5 separate regions of the Mus musculus genome follow, and all the other regions are linked to region 1. Evidence: chromatin contacts called from public HiChIP or PLAC-seq and promoter capture Hi-C data. All regions are on one chromosome and are shown on one strand. Each heading gives the region's core, a stretch centred on a gene start, on an enhancer-like site or on the middle of the called end of the contact. The rest is flanking DNA. Distances are from core to core; before and after follow the strand shown.

Evidence for each region. Promoter capture Hi-C pulls out the DNA fragments that hold promoters and counts their contacts. HiChIP or PLAC-seq counts read pairs in DNA pulled down with a chosen protein or histone mark.
Region 2: a contact with region 1 is called in a promoter capture Hi-C map of hippocampal neurons, with 3 times the contacts expected there. The contact joins the enhancer-like site here to the promoter of E2f7 in region 1. A contact is called at or near these places in 4 of 39 promoter capture datasets (hippocampal neurons, liver and maxillary cranial neural crest), 4 of 115 datasets of contacts at active chromatin or transcription factors (astrocytes, embryonic basal ganglia, embryonic forebrain and 1 more) and 1 of 9 other capture datasets (pancreatic islet).
Region 3: a contact with region 1 is called in a promoter capture Hi-C map of hippocampal neurons, with 3 times the contacts expected there. The contact joins the enhancer-like site here to the promoter of E2f7 in region 1. A contact is called at or near these places in 2 of 39 promoter capture datasets (hippocampal neurons and liver), 1 of 15 datasets of contacts at CTCF or cohesin (the NIH/3T3 cell line) and 3 of 115 datasets of contacts at active chromatin or transcription factors (embryonic forebrain, embryonic midbrain and neural tube).
Region 4: an H3K4me3 HiChIP or PLAC-seq map of the 230-238 cell line shows a contact between it and region 1, with 4 times the contacts expected there. The contact joins the enhancer-like site here to the promoter of E2f7 in region 1. A contact is called at or near these places in 11 of 39 promoter capture datasets (the 3T3-L1 cell line, 3T3-L1-derived adipocytes, embryonic stem cells and 5 more), 2 of 15 datasets of contacts at CTCF or cohesin (the NIH/3T3 cell line and embryonic stem cells), 4 of 484 Hi-C or Micro-C datasets (CD8 T cells, Th17 cells and muscle stem cells), 18 of 115 datasets of contacts at active chromatin or transcription factors (the 230-238 cell line, CD8 T cells, craniofacial prominence and 9 more) and 3 of 9 other capture datasets (adipose tissue, embryonic stem cells and liver).
Region 5: an HNF4G HiChIP or PLAC-seq map of pancreatic cancer cells shows a contact between it and region 1. The contact joins the enhancer-like site here to the promoter of E2f7 in region 1. A contact is called at or near these places in 1 of 39 promoter capture datasets (neural stem cells), 1 of 15 datasets of contacts at CTCF or cohesin (the NIH/3T3 cell line) and 4 of 115 datasets of contacts at active chromatin or transcription factors (embryonic forebrain, embryonic midbrain, oligodendrocyte precursor cells and 1 more).

Annotation. Positions count from the first base shown.
Region 1 is chr10:110,744,037-110,746,859 of GRCm38.p6, forward strand. E2f7 (E2F transcription factor 7) reads left to right here and starts at 1,403. Exons shown (of 13, transcript NM_178609.5): 1 at 1,403-1,643; 2 at 2,296-2,388. The coding sequence starts at 2,296.
Region 2 is chr10:110,240,795-110,243,617 of GRCm38.p6, forward strand. It overlaps a transcript of Nav3 not described here. Among named protein-coding and RNA genes, the nearest start is that of Nav3, 240 kb to the left of the region's middle. Within about 2 kb of position 1,422, at least 30 of the 459 cell types and tissues checked have an H3K27ac peak or open chromatin away from gene starts, as enhancers often do. A contact at or near this core is called in hippocampal neurons, where this site is marked.
Region 3 is chr10:110,308,479-110,311,301 of GRCm38.p6, forward strand. It overlaps a transcript of Nav3 not described here. Among named protein-coding and RNA genes, the nearest start is that of 9230102K24Rik, 290 kb to the right of the region's middle. Within about 2 kb of position 1,348, at least 11 of the 459 cell types and tissues checked have an H3K27ac peak or open chromatin away from gene starts, as enhancers often do. A contact at or near this core is called in hippocampal neurons, where this site is marked.
Region 4 is chr10:111,101,083-111,103,905 of GRCm38.p6, forward strand. No RefSeq gene overlaps it. Among named protein-coding and RNA genes, the nearest start is that of Gm29916, 19 kb to the left of the region's middle. Within about 2 kb of position 1,354, at least 141 of the 459 cell types and tissues checked have an H3K27ac peak or open chromatin away from gene starts, as enhancers often do. A contact at or near this core is called in the 230-238 cell line, Th17 cells, adipose tissue and 3 more, where this site is marked.
Region 5 is chr10:110,483,539-110,486,361 of GRCm38.p6, forward strand. No RefSeq gene overlaps it. Among named protein-coding and RNA genes, the nearest start is that of 9230102K24Rik, 120 kb to the right of the region's middle. Within about 2 kb of position 1,478, at least 33 of the 459 cell types and tissues checked have an H3K27ac peak or open chromatin away from gene starts, as enhancers often do. A contact at or near this core is called in the NIH/3T3 cell line and pancreatic cancer cells, where this site is marked.

The sequences.
Region 1 (2,823 bases), core at 153-2,652:
CTCTGATCCTTCAAGCACTTTATTGGCTGAGCTATCCCTATAGTCTTCAAATTGTTATTTGCCATAGACATACTTTTTTTTTAAGCTACTATTGTTTATTTGTTCATGCGGATTGTTTTACATGCGTTCTGGTCTTTTCTAAGGTATAGTCCGGTAGCCATTTTCAGGCTGAATGTACCAGCAGACTGGAGTAAAAACCGAAGGACTTGAGTAAATATTTTGAATTCTTCTGATGGCTCATTGTACATTTTTGAGAGCTGAGAGGTGAAGGGTGGGGCCTTTGCACGGAACGGCTAAGACGGGGTAATGAGAATGATAGTTTTGCGTTGAAGTGGGGAAATACTCGTGGGCATGTGTTAAAGAGGCCGTTATAAATCCCAGCTGAGGGCACCCTACAAAATAACAGTACTCGGGGAAAATCTGGGGATCAACCCAAGAAACTGAACCAGGAGCTTAGGAGAGATGAACAAAAGCGATGTCCTCCAACAGGAAATAAAAAAGCATTTGGTAAAAAGAAAACCTGAATAAATAGTGACTTAAACAAGTGCTTTGTACTTACATAAGTGGCTGAAACTGGGTACTAGATGTGAGTGAACTCTTTTAAAGTATCTTTTCAGTTTTTTGTGCAAATCCAAAACGGTTCTAAACAAGAGTTTCTCAAGAGGGGCCTAAAATAGCAGTCTTTCCTTAGGTTCATATTTTAAATAAGAATCCGAAGGAAGTGAAAGGTCTAATAGAAATCAGTAATATTCCAGAGATATTCTTGACTGTTCCCCCATCCCCCAAGCTAGTCCTTACTAGAAACTGTCTAATAACACATTCTCGACCATCTCTAATGCTCTGGAGAGGGAACACCAGGAAACCTTTTGCAAAACCCCCTTTGGTGCGGCTGCCGGGGTTGTTCCCAGGGCTAACGGGCGTGCCATCTGCTCGCAGCCCAGGTGCTAACCAGGGTTCACGTGTCACCTGGCGGCGCCGGGTGCTAGGGAGCCGCCCTGGCAGGTCCCGGCAACTCGGCTCCCGCAGGTTGCTGGGGGCAGGGCGGCGTCCGCAGCATCCCGCGCGTGCGGATCGTTTCCCCGGCTCCATCTGCTGCGCTGGGGGCCGGCGTGGGTCGGTCCCCCACAACAAAAGGGCGCCCCGCGGAGAGCGCGCCGGCCCGCGCCGCCCCGCCCCGGCTTCCCGCGTCCGCGCCCGCGTCCCCGCGGGAAACGCTCCCGCGTCACCGCCTCCAGGTACCCGGAAGGGGGAGGGGGCGAGGCGACAACAATCCGGCGGGCGGGCGAAGGGGAGGAAAGGCGCGGCGCCGAGCGCCAAGACAGCGAGGGGCGGGGCTTCGGGCCGTGCCGCCGCGCCATTGGTCGGCACCGCCCCGCCGGCCGCCGCGCATTGGTGAATGCTCAAATTCAGTCTCAAGGCGCCAGAGGAGGTGTTTTAGCGGGGACCGCGATCCAGGGCTGGAGCTTGGCTTAGGCGGGTAGGAGACGCTGTCGCTACGCGGACACCGCGGGTGGAGCGGAGGATCTGCGAGCCTTGCCCTGCCCTGCCCATGTCGCCAGCCGGCCGCTGAGATCTACACGCTCTGCCCGCTCACGCGTGCGGCTGCGGACGTCCCCGGAGAGACCCTCCATCGCGCAGCGACAGTAAGGAAGCGTGCGGCCCCCTCGGATGGGGAGGCGGGAATGCGGAGACGGGTTACCCGCCGCCCTGGATGCCGTCCCACAGGCCCCGGGTCCGAGTGCCCCCTGGGGTTGTGCTGGCTGCAGCGCTAGGTGAAGGAGGCTGGTCCCCACTACCACCTACCCCCACGATTTAGGGGTCCCCTGGGAAGAGTTTCACTTGGGGTGTGCTTAGATGCCTAGGGAGGGGCTGAGCGCTTCCCGCATGGGTTGGTCTCTAGATCAGGTTTCAGTCTACCCCCTAGATCAAACCCACTCAAAGTTGAATTCCTCCCGGTTCTTTGCGCCAAAATTAACTGACCTGGGAGACCCTGTAACTTTCTTGGCATTTGCCTAACACCTTCCTTCCTTGGTAACTATTTTGCCTGTTGCTTTTCATAAAGGATTGCAGTTTTGTTCAGTTTTTTCGTCTTCCCAGATTTCCAGTGATTCCTAAGTATATTTTAAGTGTTTGTCCGTGTGAGTTTTAATGAGGAATGGAGGGTGTCTTCATTCTTGGAAAATTCCAGGAATGCTGTAGGAAGGGAAAGTTGATGTTCACAAGTGGCATTTTGTCGTTGTTGTTGTAGGGGGAAATAAATGTAAAATCATTTTCTGATATAGTTGTGTGTTCCAGATGGAGGTGAATTGTTTAACACTAAAAGACTTGATCAGCCCCAGGCAGACCAGACTAGATTTTGCCATTGAAGATGCAGAGAACGCACAAAAGGTAAGCACAAATAAATACTTTATAGTCTCCAGCATGTTTTGGATGGTGATGCCTAGCTTTCGTCTCGTATACAGCATAATTGTGATGGCCGTTATAGAGGAGTTTTTAGAGAATGGGGCCATTGCGACCTTTGTTTCGGCTCCTCTTAAGTCATTAGTGTTGGAACCAGCTTCTGAAGCCAAAGGTGCATTCTGGATGCAGTGATCAGAAGTTTGTGATGCCTAGAGATCCCAAGGGCAGTTGAATTAATGTTGGAAGAAATTAGAAAGCGTTAATTCCCTGGAACAGGATTTTGTTGTTGTAAATACTGGATTTAATGTCCGAATGCTGAGAAACACCACCTTCCTCCTAATGGACCAACTACAGAGATGTCTCCCAAGAGTTACAGCCTTGCCTCCTAGACAGGGGTCAATGTGACTGACCCTCACCAGCTCC
Region 2 (2,823 bases), core at 172-2,671, 500 kb before region 1:
CCAGCAAGGATAATACTCTCTTGTCCACACATGAATGCATATTTTCCTTCCGCCTTTCTGCTTCCCATTACTAGTTTCTGCATGTTTTAGCATCTATTTACACTTCCTTTGTGTAATCCAAAAGGAATTTAAATGCTGAAGTCATCATGAGGAAGGTATTTGCATACTTCAGATCTACTGGGAATTATCTGCGATTCACAATGTAGCTTCAAAATATGTGTTCTATTTTAAAGTTCTATTTCAGAATTGAAATAAACTATATTCTGAGGTGTATAATTTCATGGGCCTTCTAAGAACTATATTCAATTTGAGATCTGAAACAGAAAGCAAAATGAGCTTTTACCTAAGCTAATCCTTGCATCCAATGTTGGCTACCTGTTGGGTAATGAGGGTGATCTGTCATAAATAGAAACTTAGAGAGGTTCCCTGACCAATGATACAGTTTCACTCAGCCGTACTGCTCAGTTTAGGGCCTTGGTGTTTTATTGGTCAAATACAGGTATATAGTTTCTTACAAGTATCAGAGAAGGACCATGCAGGATATGGAGAATAAAGATGGACCTATTCTTTCTGAAAGTTTTCAGCTGATGGGAAAAATTTAGTAACTATTTTAATACATCTCAAAGTTAATCATGGTAACTTGAATGAAAAAAGCCCCCATAGGTACATATTTTTGAATACTGGTTCCCAGTTAGTGAAACTGTTCAGAAATGATAAGAAGTGGCTTTGTTTGGGGAAGTGTGTAAATGGGTCAAGTTTTGAGGCTCCAGATGACTGGTGTCATTCCCACTGTGCCCTCTGTATTTGGGGATCAATATGTAAGATCCACTATTCCTTCCTCCACACCTCTGCTCCACCTCCATGGACTCTAGTCCTCTGATACCATAAGCCCAACTAAGTGCTTTCTTTTATAAATTATCTTGGCCATAGTGGGTTTATTTTCAAAGCAAAGCAACTAAGACATCAATCATACCCTCTTGACTATAAACAAATCAACCTAGAAAGGAGGCTTAAATATGGGGAGGAATTGCAAGTACCAAAGGGAGAAAGTAATAAGGTGTACTCAGGGTTTTTTTTTTTTTTCAACCAAAGAAGTTATACTACCCAGCAGAGTGATTTCAAGGGATTAGATTCAGCAAATTGCCAGCAAGAGTTTCTGATTTAATCCAGAGTTCAGTTAAATACTACAGAAATCCTACCATGCGGTGTCTTCTTTCAGTCTTACATAATCTAAAAATAAGATTTACAGCAATTAAAGGCAAAAGGAGGCAATGATAAATGCTATACATAGCCCCTCCCTAAAAAGAGCACTGGGTTGTCGATAGTTCTTCTGGATTGTGAAAACATGACTTGAGTCACACCCCTTCACTCCCTGCCAAATCAGACCATGAAATGAACACATTGATGGTGATGTTGATTTGCATCTGGCTATTGTCAGTCTCACAGACCTAGCTGTTGACATCACTCAGCTGTGGATAGGACTGACTGATCAGTCACCTAGCAAACACAAAGGCAGAAGTCAGACTTTAACCTCAGCCAGCAACCACACAAAATGTCCATGTCCACAACACAACATCAGTGAGCAGACCCTCATCGGGGTAGCCCCTGGCTACTGTTAACATCATAACCGGAATTCACTTCGCAGAAAGCAGCTAAGAAAGCCAGTCCTGTCAGCTGCTATGCAAAGTAACAGAAGCCAAATTCTGTGATTTGGAAATAACTGGCTTAGCTTTCCAGCCAAGAGATGTCTTAGGTGGCAAATGTGGAAGAGAGAAGATATTATTTATTGAACATTCATATACAAGAGCGCCAGAAGGGAAAATGATGTCTGAAATTAAAGAGCAAATCAATAAAAATTCACTACAGTCTACTTCAAGTAAGTATCTCCGGGGATTATTTCCTGATTCTGTGAGAGCAGAAGTGTATCACTGTTAGGCTGCAATTAATAGTTCAACTCCTACACTTCCTGTTAATTCAGTGGAAGGCAAAGGGTTTCTATCACATTTTTAAAAGTCACAATACAACATCTGATGTTGCTTTTAGCCATGCAAATAGCATGATCCCACTTAACTTCATACACTGCATATTTTAATACAGACTTACAATCGTCATTAATATATAGAAACATATTTTAATATATATTCATAATTGCCCTCCGTATATCACTATTCTCAAATGTTAAATATGTTTTGACAAAAACACTCTATTCAAGCACCATGATAGTTGCCTAAAACTTCCAATATATTCTGAAAGACAAAAATAAAACATGAAGAATAATACATGTATCAGATTATGTGGAATAGTTAATTTTTAATAAACTGCTATTTTAGATTTAAAAATTCATAACCCAGGGGCTTATTTTTGCTAAGATCTACTAGAGTCTGCCTTTAGTAAGGAAAAGGCTTTCAGAACAGGAATAGATATCTGTTCCCTGATGGGGTGGATATTTGTCCCATGTCAAGAAATTTAATGCTTCTTTAATAACATCACATATGTTAATATTAGATGACCTCACGTTTCACACCAAGTACAGTGGCATTAAATCCATTGTGAAAACTACCATGAAAATGTGCGACACATATCCATGCAGGATGTCCCTTCCTCCTTTGTGAGCAACTGTGTTTCTTTGTAATAGTATCTCACAGTTGCACATTTTACTTTCTTTTTTTTAAATTTTTTATTAGGTATTTTCATCATTTACATTTCAAATGCTAGCCTAAAAGTCCCCCAGACCCTCCCCGCTCCCCCGCTCCCCTACCCAACCATTTCCACTTCTTGGCCCTGGCATTCCCCTGTACTGAGGCATATAAAGTTTGCAAGACC
Region 3 (2,823 bases), core at 98-2,597, 440 kb before region 1:
ATTATGGGTTCTGATTTTGTGTTTTGTGAGTCCTGTTTATGTATGTGTGTGTGTTTATGGTTTTGTTTGTTCATTTATTTGTTTGTTCTTCTGGTTTTGATTGGTTGGTTAGTTCGCGTGTTTGTTTCTTTGTTTTCTAAAGAGAAAGAAAGAAAGGATGTGGAGTTGGGCAGATGGAGAGGCAGGAAGGATCTGAGAGGAAGTGAAGAAGGAGAAAACTTGATCAGAATATACTATATTCTAACTGTACTCTGTGGCTTTTGTTAAGCCAACAGTAAGTTGGGAGGGAGACTTTGGGGAGAGTTGAACGGAATAAATATGATCAGTTATATTCTCTATATACATGAAATTCTCAAAACATAAAAAGTTTTAATAGGTTAGGTTGAAGATTCAGACTGAGTAATAATCTAAATGTTAGCATGCATAGAAATGTAAGATGTAAGTGAAAAGTATGTAATTATATCATAATCTCAAAAAAAAAAGAAAACTTGAAGGTAAAAGGAGCTAGAAAGATGGCTTAGTAAATCAAAGCAATGAGTACTCTTCCAGATGACCTGGGTTCAAGTCCCAGTGCCCATATGGTTCAGAAGTCCCATATTTTCTTCTGGATTCCATAGGCACCAAATATATACATGTTACACCAACATGAATCCAGACAAAACACTCACACATAAAATACTTAAACAGCAAATTTTAAACTAAAATGGGAAGAGTAGATATGGCCATAGAGACAAGAGTGAGATAATGGTGTAGCAGAAGATTGCAGTGTGGTGTAGACTAGAACACCTACAGACCAGGCTATCACAGATTGAAACACAGAGGCTCTAAGAATGCTAAGCTATTTTTTTCCAAGTAATTCACAATGCACAAAAAATATCAGCAAATAGTTTCTTTAAATGAGACACCAAACCACATACATCTAAGGTGTTTGTCATTTGTTAGCCCTTTCCCCATATTCCTCCAAACCAGTTCTAAGTCACCAAACATTATTTTTTATCATTCTTTTTCTTTTAGTTTTCAGAGCTCCTAAAAATGAAGTTAAAAAAATCAGCGCTCCAAAAATAGTAAATTCAGGCTTACATCATGTACCTCCGTGGCCATGTTTATTCTCAGAATGAAGCTGCACACTGTAATTCTGCATAATTGAGAACTACGGCCAAACAGACATCTACACATTTTTTGAGTAATGCTTTTTTTCTGGGGCTGGGGTGGGGGTGGAGAAGGGTCTTGCATGATAAAATGAATGAAAGATGGAAGAGATCAGGATTCTTTGCCATTTTAAAATAAGGCGTTCATCTAGAGTGGTCCTTTGCCATATGGGACCACCTGGCTCCTTGGAACAAATCCTGTCACCATGACAACAGAGCTCTAACTTTCCCTAACATCTTCAGGATTCTTATGACACACACTTTCCTGCAACCTATTTTTTTTTACTCCCTCAAATTAAATTATTGAACTACTCCTCACAATAAGCTAGTGTTATACCCAATAATGATTGGTCTTTATGAATTAACTACAGAAATACCTGACACATAGAAGAAATATTCCACAAAACTTCCATGATAGAATCAAAACAGCAGGGAGAATTTTAGAAATTCTGGGAAATTCTGACAATATGCCAGCAATCTACATGGGGAGGCAAAAATGACAGTGCTACAGAACACCTTATAATGTATATTGAATATTGTTTTAAATCAACCTATTTGTATCATGTATCAATACAATAACACATATCCTATATAGCACATATTGTAAAATATAATAATAAATCCTAAAAACTGGTAGGAGGTGGGAATCATTTCTCCTAAGTTAGAAATGAGGAAATGCCGAGTTGGGAAACTGGGACAATTCAAGATTTGTAATATGGTTGACCTTGAAGGTCTTCTCTAGAATCGTGGATTTCAGAGAACAAGTAAATCAGGAACTGGAGAGAGAGCTCAGTGGTAAAGCGCTTTCCTGGCACATGTGATGACCTTAGATCAATCCTCAGAACTACAAAGATCAATAAAGGAAAGAAGGAAGGAGAGAAGGATGGGTGATGGAAAGGAAGAAGAGTTACAACAAAGAGTATGAAAAGAACCTGCTGGCTCACTCCTCTTTCAACAAGCACCAAATTCCAATGACTCTACTGTGTACGTTTTTTTCAGGAAGTCACTATGTACATAAATTCTGGGCTGAACACATATGCACCCAGAAATACACCTATGTATGGGCACACATACACACATGCACACACATGCTCATGCACACACATACATTACATGCACACACATACATACACATGCACACACATACACACATACATGCACAATGGTACTGTTTAGAAATACGAATGTTTTTCATCTCTGGAGATAAGCAACTATTGCAGTGAAGGGCAAGAGTTTTATGACTAGATCATGCTTGTTTATTTGTCCCTATTCACGTTCATGGTTTTATTTGTTTGTTTGTTTTAACTTTTCTAGATGTCTCATTCTCCATCTTAAAATGTTCAGGCATTTGGTCTTCTGAATGTGTCTGCTCGTTAACACACTTTCAGAAATCTCAAAGAATAATTAACCGGTATAGGAACTCTAACTATCTCATATACATTTTTAATTTGGCATTCGGTGAACAGTAAAATTATAGCCCCTCCAGTTGTGACATGCAATACCTATATAAGTTTAATGAAAAAAAACCCATATCACAGTTGGCCTATTTGGGTAAATTATAGTATTCAGTGATCAGAGAAGGCCCCAGACCAAAGCAAAATTATTATCATGTGCTTTACAAAGTAAATTAGAAATAAGGTTTAAACAATCGTCAAAGCAAGGCAAGAGATTGTCA
Region 4 (2,823 bases), core at 104-2,603, 360 kb after region 1:
TCGCTAAGGGATACATTAAAAAAAAAAATAGGCAAGTTGCTTATAGAAAGAGAACCCCTGAAGGAGAGGGGTAATGCAGAACTACACAAATTACATAGAACAACCTTCTCCCTCTTTCCCTTCTCCCCTCCTTCCTTTTTCTCTCCCCCTCCTTTCTCTTTCTCTCCTTCCTCTTCCCCTTCCCCCCTTTTTTCTCCTCTTTCTCCTCCTATTCTTCTCACTCCTCCCCTCCTCCCTCTCCTCCTCCTTTGCCTCCCACCTGCTCTCCTTCCTCCTCCTCCTTCTCCTCCCCCTTTTCCTCTCCTTCTCTTTTGCTCTCCCAAACTTTATTAATGGAAAAAACAGTGTTGGCCAAGCTATGAAGCACAATCAGTTTTCTGGAATCCCACTTGCAAACACCTGACACTTGGTTTCCAAATGCTCACACAGGAAGCGCACAAGGTTCCGGGTTGGGCTAAACAGGTAAGAAGTTGCAATCCTGATGCTCGCGTGTTCCGGCTTTGCCCAGTCTGTAATCTGTCCTTGAATAGTAATCTTTGCCCAGTAGCTACTATGCCCTCACTCGTTTTGTCTGTTAGCTTGCTGAACTCTTCTTCCCTATGTAGAATTTGAGCCGCCTGGCCAAGAACTGCATTTCTTATGTCAAAACTAGGAATTTGTTTAAAGCAACAGCATGCTCTCTTTTGTATGAGTTGCCTTAGCAGCTATGGCTTGTACTACAGTCTCCTAAAGGAACTGTGGGTTGTCTTAAGCATTCCCAAGCAGCCATGATGAGTTTGAATCTGAAGGAGGCCAGCCACAGCCATTAAATTAACCCTAACGCTGGAATTATTTACATCCATGTTGACCAATGTCCATCTTGAGTTGCAGTTTAAGTAATTTTTGACTTATCAGATTCTAACAATATGTAAAGTTTGAGGTGTCTGTGAGCAGGGCCTCTCTTCTGCTCTGTGAGCTCACCTTGGGGAACTAGGGTCTCAGATAACTCAGAAAACCACAGCGGTTGGAGCCAGTGGCTTTCAGGTTCTCTTCTCACGAACTGGAAGAATGAATTCCATGACTCACAGAGGGTGAGTTTTAGTAAGAACGGTTCTATTGCAGAAAACTCAAAAAGGAAAAAGTCAGGGTCCCCATGCCACTGGGTTCCCAGAAAGTGGGATTCCAGTGAGTCTCCCAATGAGACCTCACTGGATGGAGGCCTGGAGCTGGGGTGAGCCGATCAAGCCCGCTCCCATTCCTGGTCTCAGCCCTGACATCATATTTGGTTTCTGGGAAAAGGGTTCCTTTAGGCCAAGGGAGATAAGGCAAAACTGCTTCTATTTCCTGGCACCCGTGGCCTCTGGCCAGGACAGAACCGAAAGCACTTAGGCTTAAATATCTCTGGCATCTTTGGCCTCCAGCGAGGAGGATGCAGCTGGTGGGACCCAGAGTATTTCCTGCTTTAGCAGAGGGGAATCTGTGCGTGTTTGGAGCCGATTAATCCTGCATTGATGCGGTAGTTTCCATGTGTGGTTCTTGTTACCAAGTTTGTTTTCCAACAGTGTTTCTTTATCCAAGACTAAGCGTAAAACCAAGCCACCAATCAGCAGCTTCTTGCGCATTCCGAATCTTGAAAGGAAAGCGAACGCCTCCGAGACACTTTTCAAAGAACTTGGACCAGTCACTGCTGTGGATGTTTCTTAAATCACCTATGCCTTCAATCTTATGAGCGTCAGACTTTCTGGTCTTCAAGACAGACAATCAAGTTTCTAAATTCTGTTTCATCTTTGCAGGTGAAGCAGACAGGATTCTGGCAGCGGAATCAAAAGCTTGCTTCATTCAGAACGTGCCCCCCCCCGCCCCCCCCCCGCCCCCCCGTCTCTCAGGTTGCTGCCCCGCCCCCAGCCCCACCCAGGTGTAGTAGCCGCAAGCTGAGGGATAATATAGATAATATTGATTCTCTGATCCTTTATAGTCGTGCTTTTGTTTTGATCCATGAACTGACCGGATGTAGACTGGCCCCCTCCGCTCCTCATACTCAAATCCATGTAAGAAAGGGGAGGCTTGTAGGTGTCAGAAATGGAAAGACTCAAATTCAGAGTAGCGAGTGAGTAGTGCCAAAGCTGGGGGTGTCACGGTCACAGAGCACCCAGGATTGGCTATTGTCAAGCGGCATGGCGTGAGTCATCAGACTTCACGTCCGTCCGTCCGACCGTGAGGCAGCAACCGCAGAGAATAAGCAGCTGACTTAGCTAAGAGAAGTGCTCCGTTAGCTTCCTGAACATGAGCAAGAAGTCTGTGCTGGTCAGTATTGCGTTAGCTTGACACAGCTAGGGCAATCTGGGAAGAGAGAAAAATGCCTCCATCTGATTGGCCGGTGAGCAAGTCTGTGGGGGAGCATTCTCTTCACCAATGATCCATGTGGAATAGTCCAGACCACTCCTGGGTTGATAGTTCTGGGATGAATAAAAATAAATAAATAAGCTCAGCAACCAGGAGCAAGTTTCTAAACTGCGTTCCTCCATTACCTCTGAGTCCTGCCTGGATTTCCCTTCCTGGTGGATTATAACTTGGGTTAACCCTTTCCTCTCCCAGGTTACTCTTGGCCGTGATATTTATCACAGCAATAGAGAGCAAACGAGGAGCCTCTGGTGGGAGCCTCGGGTTTGAGAGTTCAGTCCATGCTCAGCTTGGTCTGTTGTTTTTAAGTCCGTGACAAGGCAAAAGCATCATGGGAGAAAGCTGTGACAGAAGAAAATGGTCCCCATTATGGCTGCACAATGTGAAGGAGTCTAGAACATTCTTTTAGGAGTAATTAACTCTATTTTCTTATTTTTATAGTTA
Region 5 (2,823 bases), core at 228-2,727, 260 kb before region 1:
TTTTCATTGTGTATTGCCAAGCATCCCAATGTGCTAGGATTCAACCATGGCACCATCCACAGTAGCTCGGATGCGATTTTGAGTTGAGTCGGGGCTTCACGTAGCATTGAAGAAACTTTAGCAGAATCTTTAGCCCTCTTACTAGGTGTTAGTAGCACCCCTCCCTAGCTCGGCACCACAAAAAATGTCTCCAAGCGTTGCTAAATACCTCTTGAGAAGGAGGGTGGGAAAGAGGGAGGCAAAAATTGTCTCCAGTTGGCAGCCCGTGAGATCATTCCATCTTTATGTTAGTGTATGAATAATGTTTCAAAATAGTAGTTCTCAACCTTCCTAGCACTGCGACCTTTTAATACAGTTCCTCGGGTTGTGGTGACCCCCAACCATAAAATCATTTTTGTTGCTCTTTCATGACTGTAATTTTGCTACTGTTATGAATCATGATGTAAAAAAAAAAAAAAATCTGTGTTTTCTGATGCTTCTAGGTGACCTCTGTGAAAGAGCCATTCGGCCACCAAAAGGCCACCAAAAGGGCCAAGATCCATAAGTTGAGAATCCCTGCTCTTGATACTAGCCAAAAATCCCTCTTGGTCTTTCCTGGGTTCTGGTGTTCAGAGGCTCCACACCTTGTGGCTGTACAACTTTAGTTCCTGCCTTCGGCTTCAAAAATGCTTTCTTGTCTGTGTGTTCCCCTATATCCATGCTGTTAGATTTAGGGGACATGGAGGAATCCAGGATGATCTCAGCTCACAGGTCTCACAGGTTATATAGATGGAGGTAATATTTCGAGGGTGGTTAACATTTAACTCACCACATAGATTACATGCACCATAATTGTTTTTTTTTTAAGAATTCAAAGCAATTTCTGCATAATCTATCAATCTATCATCTCCTTAATTTTGTAAATGCTCTAGAAAACAAGAAGGAATAACAGGATAACAATGCACAAACAGAGTTAAAGACAAATTGGCAATGTGTTTCGGTCATCAAAATGATCTTCTAGTTTATGTTCAGGTTTCCCACGTTGAGATCTCACCAGTCAATCCCTTCATGGTTAAGGGACAATAAAGGTGACAGTAAGTTCTTGTGAGAAACTAAAAAGCAAAAGATAACATAATTGGGCTTTTTTTCAAATCATTTCATCAAAATAAAGCCAGCTCTCTAAGATCAGCAGGACTTTAAGGAACCTAGCAAAAGAAACCAATCAGGGAATAGCATGAGATGATTAAATAAAGTATAAATATTTGCCTCTTAATGTGGAAGTTTCCTCTAATGTCCATTTCTTCGAGCGATACATCCTCATTTTAAATGAGCTGTGGTTATGCAGCCACGAACAGAACACAAACAGACCTTGCCTTCAGAAAGCAGAGTACTCGTCACACTCCTGTCTACGAAAACTGATCCCCAGAGAGACTGCGAGACCATGCTACCCCAAGAGGGCTTAGTCACAAAGGAATGGTCTGCTGATTTCCCAAAACGCTGCGTTTACTTTTTTGATACCTCTGCAATTCATTCTAAGCGCTGTTGACATTTTAACCAGAGAATCCAGTAAGTGATGAATCACCAGCAGACAGCAAATGACTCAGTTATAGAATTACAACCCTCATTTGTACAAAACAAAAGCCTTCTTTAATGTAAAGCATCATGACTGAACCTCTCTTCTGATTTCTCTCATAGGAGCCTCTCTCTTCCTTCCCCTAACTGTGAGCATGCCCAGTCACTCATTTTCCTACCCTTTTTACAACTGGAAGTTATAATTCAGCAGTTTTAGCCTGTTACATTCCCTATTGTATGTGCAGTGTTTTATGTGGTTATTTCCATTTATTAAAAAGTCATAAATTCATGTATTTTTAATATTTTCTTAAATAGAAAGCAGGGAGAGGGAGTGCCAAGTGACTTTCATTCCTGGCCCAGTCTCTGTCGCAGTGCAGACAGCCAATAATTTTAAGTGTGCCTTTTCAGAAATATTTATGCATATTCATAAGCACGAATCATTCTTATTTAATCACAGAACTGCCACACTTTTAAGGCACAGTCTACTAGAAACTTAATCCCAATTCTTCTGAGATTTCAAGTCTTTCGTCTCGGTTGGCGCCATCCCACAGCTTAAAAAGCCTTAGCATCTTTTCAAAGCATTTTTCCTATTTTTGAAAATCATTTTCCCCACAGATAATGTGTCCCGATTTCTGCTTCCCCTCCCTCTACTCTTCCTAATTCTCATCGCAACCCCTCCCAACCAGATCCACCCCCTTTCTGACTCTCATTAGAAAACAAATAGGCTTCTAATGGGTAATGATACAATATAACATAAAGATAAGTAAAACAAAAACTATTACAACAGTATAGGACAAAAACAAACAGTAGAAAAAGAGTCCAAGAATAGGCACAAGAAACAGGTATAGACAAAGACCCACTGGCTCACGTGCTCAGGAATCTCATAAAAACACTTAAGTGGAAGGGGAGGGATTTGATGGAATTACATCTCCGCACACCCTTAGAGATGAATGTTCTAAGGTCTCTCACTCTCTGCATAATGTCTGTGTGTGAATCTGATGTGTTTTTTCCCCCATTTGCTGCAGGGGGAAGCTTCTCTGATGATGACTGAGCAAGGCACTGATCTATGTGAATACAGAATGTTACTCGGAGTGATTTTATGTACCAGACATGATGGTGCACTCCTTTAATCCCAGCTCTGTGAGTTCTAGGCCAGCTTGGTCTACAGAATAAGTTCCAGACCAACCAGAGCTGCATACTGAGACCCTGTCTCAAACGGGGACAAAAAAGTAATTTTATTGCTTTTATGGTTTTGGTGTGTGGTGGTGGTAG